Regions from separate parts of the Mus musculus genome. Here region 1 is linked to region 2. A link is a contact called in public Hi-C data. All regions are on one chromosome and are shown on one strand. The core of a region is the stretch at or near the end of the contact, and the rest is flanking DNA. Distances in the headings are between cores, read along the strand shown. Region 1 overlaps Mrtfb (myocardin related transcription factor B). Region 2 has its middle 31 kb from the start of Gm32596.

Region 1 (3,366 bases), core at 74-2,573, 86 kb after region 2:
AAGGGAAATTTCAGAATATTGGCCCCACTGATAACAATTAAACTGTAGATGTACATGGTGAGGTGAGCCCACATTCTCAGCAGGTGTGGCTACACCTAGCCTGGGAGCCTCTCTGTCACACAGTCCAAGGTGTCCTCTGAGCTGTTAGTAATGAGAAGTAGCTCTGTGCTTGTGACATGGTTACCACCATCGGAATGTTCCCTAGCATAGTGAGGATGATGGAACTATAGCGTTTGAAGGGCCAAATGATCAGTAGCTGACAGCAGATGTTGGCCATGCCATGGAACAGTATTTCCTTTCAAAGTAAAATATATATTAAGACTATTTGATAGTGGAGATGGCAAGTGAGCAGGAGGATAACGTGGGGCTGGTTTAGGGCATGGTGCATTTAACATACTATAGAGAATCCTTCTGTTGGGCAAAAACCACTGAAAACTTGCTGTTTGTAAGGTTATTCCTTTGAGAAGATAGAACATGGTATTTCAGAGGTAACTGAAAACATTTACTTATAAGAGAAGAAACTTTCCCAAGGGAACCTGAAACTCTTAACAGTAGCATGTACTCCAGGCATCCATTCAGTGAGTTCTCTTAGAGAAAAAGCCAGAAATATCATCAATGCAAGGAACAGAAAAGAGTAGTTTTCAAATGGATGTTCTTGCTCAGTTGGAAGATGTGTGTCTTCTGGGCTTTGCTGAATACTAAATAAAGCACATGTGCCTTCTGTATGATGCAGTTCTCACACGAGGTCCAGAGCATAGGAGTCTCTAAAGCCAGGAATGGAGAACAGTTTTTTAAGTCCAAGGACTTAAGTCCATATCTGTAATCCCAGTACTCAGGGGCTAAAAGGCTGCCTGTCAACTGCTCCTCAATGTTAGCCTAGGTTACATTATGAGTACCAGCCTAGCCAGGGCAAGAACCTGTTTGGAACAGAAAATATACAAATAGACCCCCTGAAAACAGAAATGAAAAGTTATGGTATGGAGTATTATCTTTGATATAGTCGCTAAGAATTTACTTGAAAATTTCAGTTATTACTAGTTTACAACCTTTGGGTCTAGTCCTTGTTACCCTTCCATACCCTTTCCAAGTCCAAGTAAGAAGGACCTCTTTGGAGCCAGCTAGCTCCATTATAAGAGTGACTGTCCTGGGCTGGCTACTGTGCATTTTTCCACTGTCTTCCTTCACTTTGTGCTTAGTACAGTAGCTAAGTCCATCCAACAGAAGATGCAGAAGAGCTTTGGAATGTGATCCTGGCCCTGCTGCATGAAGTCCAGCACTTCAACAATGCCAGACACAAAGAGCATGTGTAGTGAATGTTTACCTGAGTTAATGAACCACTTTAGGACAGGTTGTAGCAGTAATGATTTCAGTATCTAGTGACAGAGCAATCAGTGTTCATGGCTGAGCTAAACATTCGGGCTTTCTTCAAAGCCAGTCAGCAGACCACTGCGCAATCCAGGGAGACCAGTTAGTTCACTTTTCCACCCAGTAGTCATTTACTTTTACAGTTGTGCTTATATAGAGCAAAGGTCAAAAGGAAAGATGTGTTGAAGGCAGTAACATTAGTCCTTTGCCACAGCCAAAGTCTCAGTGTGCTGTTGAAAGAGCTGCAGAATTCAGGCAGCTTGCTCTTCCTCTCCTTTTCTTTCTTTCCTTCTCTCTTTCTTTTTTTCCCTTTCTTTCCTCTCCCTTTCATCTTTTCTTTTCTCTTTTTCCTTTTCTTCCTTTTCTTCATCCTGTGATGGGGTTAATGTGTAGCTTTGGCTGGCCTGGAACTTGCTATGTAGACCAGGCTGGCTTTGGGCTGGGATTAATGGTGAGCACCTCTTTATTTTTAATGGCAGTTGATATGTGACACAGCCTTGTGTGTGCTAGGCAGGCCCTCCCACCAAGCTTTAGCCCAGTGTTCTAGTTCCTTTCTGTTTTACGAGTTGTGATAAAACACTGACCAAAACCAACCTGGAAGAGGAAGGTGGGTGTTTGTTTTAGCTTGTACTGTACAGCCCCTTCTTGAGGGAAGCTAGGGCAGGGGCTAAGGGAGGAACAGAAGAGGGACACTGCTTACAGGCTTGCTTTCCAAGGTTTGCAAATCCTGCTTTCTTACACAACTCAGGACACTTGCCCAGGAGTGCTGGCCACAAATAGATGGGGCCTATGCTTTCAGTCACAGTCAGGAAAATGCCCCACAGATTGCCCAGAGTCCTGCCAGTTGTGTCAAGTTGACGAAACTACTGAGCACACCAACTTATAATCTTTTTAAATTTACTTTATATTTTTAAAATTAGTGATAGGGGTTCAACCCACGGCTTTACATTGTGCTGGGCTTCATCACTGAGCCTCTGATAGTCATCTTGAACTGTAATTGATGATTTCAAATGTTCGGTTTAATCAGTTCCAATACACTCAAATGCCAAAGGCACCATCAATAGATAAGGAGGATGAACATGTCTGTCCTCCCTTAAGGCTTTTGGTGCCACTCTGCAGTCTACTCTCATGGCCCTTTGCCTATCTCTAGGCATCTGCTGATGTCATTTCTATAACTTTAGATTTACTTAACAGAATCCTGTTTGCTGCTTTCATGAGATGCTTTGTTTTTTTCAGGTGTGTTGGTGCTTGTCCCCTTCAGTGCCATTGTGCTGTGTGGGTATGCCAGCTTTGTGGCCTACTGGCTGCTCACTACTGTTAAGATGTATCTATGTTTGGCTCTTATGAACACTTGACCCTCTGAACACTTGCATACTATGAGCACATGCTCTTTTCTTAACATGCCAAGGAGGAAAATGGTAGGCCCTGTGTCTGCAGCTGCTTGCTTTTACATTCTGAACATCATGTATGTTAGAACTAAGCTGCTGCAGGCCGCTGTCAGTCAGCACCTTGCTAGGAGCAGTCCTTTTTCCTTTTAGTCTTTTTTGTTTTTCATTTTTTTTATTAGATGTATTCTTTATTTACATTTCAAATTATATTCCCTTTCCTCATTCCCCTCCAAAAACCCCCCATCCCATCTGCCACTCTGCTCACTAACCCACTCCTGATTCCTTGTGCTGGCATCCCCCTACACTGGGGCATCGAGCCTTCACAGGACCAAGGGCCTCTCCTCTCATTGATGTCTCACAAGGCCATCCTCTGCTACATATGCAGCTGGAGCCTTGAGTCTCTCCATAAGTACTCTTTGGTTGATGGTTTAGTCCCTGGGAGATCTGGGGGTACTGGTTGGTTCATATTGTTGTTCCTCCTATGGGATTGCAACCCCTTCAGCTACTTGGGTCCTTTCTCTAGCTCCTCCTTTGGGGACGCTGTGCTCAGTCCAATGGATGGCTGTGAGCATCCACTTCTGTATTTGTCAGGCACTGACAGAGCCTCTCAGGA
Region 2 (3,475 bases), core at 310-2,809:
CATGACAAGTAGGGGATATTCTACTGTGAGTTAGTGAAGCTGCCACCTTGAGCTGCCCTAAACAGTAAAGGAAAACCAACCCTCCCCTTCCCGCCACCAGTGTGGCACCAAAGCAGAGCAGCCTGCAGCCTGTGAGGCCTTGAGAGGCTCCCCAGCTTGGCATTCTCAGCCAGGCAGGCTCTACCTGGGGCAGCAGGGTAAATGAGACACTTCCTTCCAGTTCAGACTGAGAGGGATGCTCGGAGTGTCTTCACTCTAGTCCTTTCAGATAACATGGCCTTGTGTTGTCCATGTCTATCCTCCAAGTCAAACTGTTACCAGTTTTGCCAGTTAAACTCAGCCCTCTAGCAAAAGATCTTCACATTTGGGCTTGTTGAGTGTTGGTGGTCTCTGTGAAGGAAGGGCAAGGAGGGTCACAGGACCACCACTCTTTCAGCCACTTCTCCCAGCCAATTGTATACAATTCTGCCCTAATTTCAGGATACCTCATGGAGGAGGTGCTTGAGAATGTAGACTGAGGACTGGGAAGGGCCTGCATCTGTGTGGCTACTAGAGAGTCATAATGCCTGCTGTGTGCAGACCCTCCAGTGTGGCTGCTCTAAGCACTGCCACACTCCTGCCCATAATCTCTTCCCTGTTACTCTGTAAGGAAGTGAACTTTTGTGGAATTGTGCCTCAGCTTGTCATTGCAACCTTTGTAGGAGGAGTAGATGTTGTTTATATCTTCCCTGGCTGTGTTACCCTGTGCAAAGTATGTTACTTCTTCATGCCTTCATTTCCTCTAGGGGTAGCAATAGGCCCTAGCCCATGGGGGTTAGGGGAAAAATCAAAATTGATTTTTACACAGCTCTTAGTAATATATGAAAGTCCTTGTCTGTAGGCTATATCAAGGACAGCTCTTGTTATTTAAGCATTGGGTATTGTTACCCTATGGCCTGATGACTGTCCAGTTAGAACAAGTTGCTCCTACTTAGGTTGTCTCTCAATCAGGCAGGCCTCAGGGTGGCTAGATCCAAAGCCACAAGAGGACTAGAAGATGAGCCCCATATTATTTCTTTTCATAAATACCAGGCTTACGCTGGTCTTTTCACTTCCTAGCCCAGAGTCTGCCACGGGCATCCATGTCTTCCTGAGCTCGGTAACAGGAAGGGAGCCAGGAGGAAATGCTCCCTTTCAGACTCAGCAATCTCATCATCTAAAAGGCCAGAACACTGTCAAACAGCCTGAACCATGATCCACTCCCAGAGGGAATTGCCGAAGCTGCCCTGCTGGAGTGTTGATGGAGGAGTGGCATCTCCCTTCTCTGCTGAGCTTCTCGCTGTCTTATGACTGCCAGTGTGTGCACGGGGGAGGAGGGAATCGTGGGCAAAGGAACCAGGTTAAACCCCAGGGTCTAGCTCACCTCTGGATCACACTTGAAAAGAAAAAATGCAACCCTTCCCCACTTAGTATCACTCAGGTAGCCTAAGAAAGGACTCACGTCCTTTTAGTGAGTCTGTCCCACGGAGAGGACCTTTTGGTGACACCAAGCGGATCCCCACTCTATTTATAGTTGCTGTTTGTTTAATGAGAGTTCGGTCTCTAAGAATAAGCAATGAGCTCATTCTGGGAACCGGCCAGAGCCTAGGACTCGGGAAACCCCTCCCCCTTTACTCTGGTTTGGGGAGGAATTCTGTAGGTCAGAGGTCAGCCCCTTCTGTTAGCTGGGGAGGCTTGAGACCCAAACACATTTGCACACCCAGATTTCTGATTAGTGCTCAGTGTGTTTCAGGAGGGCTGGGGTTATTTAGTTTCCAAGTGGTGCTTAAAGATTGGCTGTGATCTCCTTGTCACCCACAGGGATTGACAAAACAAAACAAACAAAACAAATAACAACAACAACAAAAACCAAGTGTCTTGGTGAAATGTAAGGTGCAGAGAAACCCCGCCAGGACACCTAGGAAGGAGGATATGGTGACGAGGAAGAAACATCCGAATCTTCTTAGCATCCTCCCAAACTGGCAGCAAAGACCCAGTTATCTTGCAGACACAACCACAACCCTGGATGGTTTTGTTTTGTTTTTTTGTTTTGGCGTATTGATAAAGCCATGACCCACTTAAACTTGAAGTATCTGACCCAGAACTTTCTGCACCAAAGTCCAAAGAAGCATTGTCCCCTGCAAACTAGTTCAGTTTGTGCTAGAAGCTGCCTCTGTTTGCTGGCATGTGGCTCAGTGGCCCTAGAACCAGACCTGCTTGGTCTGAATGGAACCTTTGGACTTGACTGGGTTCACTGACACGTCGGATCTTCCCGTCATTCTCCCTCTCTGTGAACTTAACCGCCTTCTCTCTGGGAAGGAACAGTGTTACTTCATTTGTTTATTCTCCTTATCTGCTGACCCTCTCCTCTGTGCCAGAGCTGATGATGTGACACAAGCTGGTTTTTAAGTGAAAAATGTAAATGTCCTTCGTCTCTTGCAGATGAGTTAGGATGGGTGCCTCTGGGCTCCAGTCACATCCAGTCTTTCATTCAAAAAATGCTCACAACGGTGGTCGGAGCAATGGCTGACTGTAAAGAGCTTGCCACAAAAACATGAGGACATGAATTCAGGTTCACGGTACCCATGTTTACCATGATGGGGTTGGTGACATGTGTGACACCATGCTCCTCTCTATGGTAATGGAGGACTAAACCTCTGAAACTGTAAACAAGGCCAGCTAAGTGCTTTCTTCTATAAGAGCTGCCATCCATGGCCATGGTTTCTCTTCACAGCAGTAGAACATTGACCCGGGTAATTCAGTGTAGCAGAATCAGTCCTTGCTCTTGAAAAGTCTGGAGTCCAGTGAGGAAGGTGGATGTTATAACCCAATAATCACATAAAAATAAAGATATTACAAATGATGGGGAATTTATATGGGAGAGCCTGACTGAGAGATGGGGCATGGTTGACTGACCAAAGAATGAACAACAGCTATGTCCCCTGGAGTAGCCCAGGTGCTGACTCATTTACTGGGGACAGAGAGTGGTAGCTGTGACAGCTGGTGTGTTACCCAGTCGCCCTGAGGACAGCCACAGACTAGTACGTCTCTGGCTGAGTTTGTAGCCATAGAGACAACAGGGCCTCCACCTGGGTGTTTTTCACATTGAGACTTTGACCTTCACTTATGGATCTGCAATGTGCAGAGTGAACCATTCTTTCTGTTGACTTTCTGGACGTTTTCTTATTCTGATTCAGCGTGACTGCCACTTTCAGACTTTAAAAAAGTCTGAAAAACTTAACTTTAAAGCTTTAAGTGTATATGTGTGCATGAGCATGACTGTGTCGGTGTCCTTGGAGGCTGCTGAAACTGGAGCTGCAGAGGATAAGTAGTCATAAGTACTAGGACTGAACTCTAGTCCTCGGGGAAAGCAAGCAGCAAGCGCTCAGCCGCTGTGCCCATCATTTTAGCATGCAGCAATTTAAAACTATGAGAAACAGAGAAATTGTCCTATGCC

Evidence for each region. Hi-C and Micro-C count contacts between places; a contact is called where the count stands out from the background.
Region 1: a contact with region 2 is called in a Hi-C map of liver, with 2.2 times the contacts expected there. The contact joins two enhancer-like sites. A contact is called at or near these places in 3 of 484 Hi-C or Micro-C datasets (the HPC-5 cell line, bone marrow-derived macrophages and liver), 1 of 115 datasets of contacts at active chromatin or transcription factors (embryonic stem cells) and 4 of 9 other capture datasets (adipose tissue, liver, macrophages and 1 more).

Annotation. Positions count from the first base shown.
Region 1 is chr16:13,275,073-13,278,438 of GRCm38.p6, forward strand. All of the region lies in intron 2 of Mrtfb (myocardin related transcription factor B), which reads left to right. Among named protein-coding and RNA genes, the nearest start is that of Mrtfb, 20 kb to the left of the region's middle. Within about 2 kb of position 1,324, at least 42 of the 459 cell types and tissues checked have an H3K27ac peak or open chromatin away from gene starts, as enhancers often do. A contact at or near this core is called in adipose tissue and liver, where this site is marked.
Region 2 is chr16:13,188,347-13,191,821 of GRCm38.p6, forward strand. No RefSeq gene overlaps it. Among named protein-coding and RNA genes, the nearest start is that of Gm32596, 31 kb to the left of the region's middle. Within about 2 kb of position 1,560, at least 45 of the 459 cell types and tissues checked have an H3K27ac peak or open chromatin away from gene starts, as enhancers often do. A contact at or near this core is called in adipose tissue and liver, where this site is marked.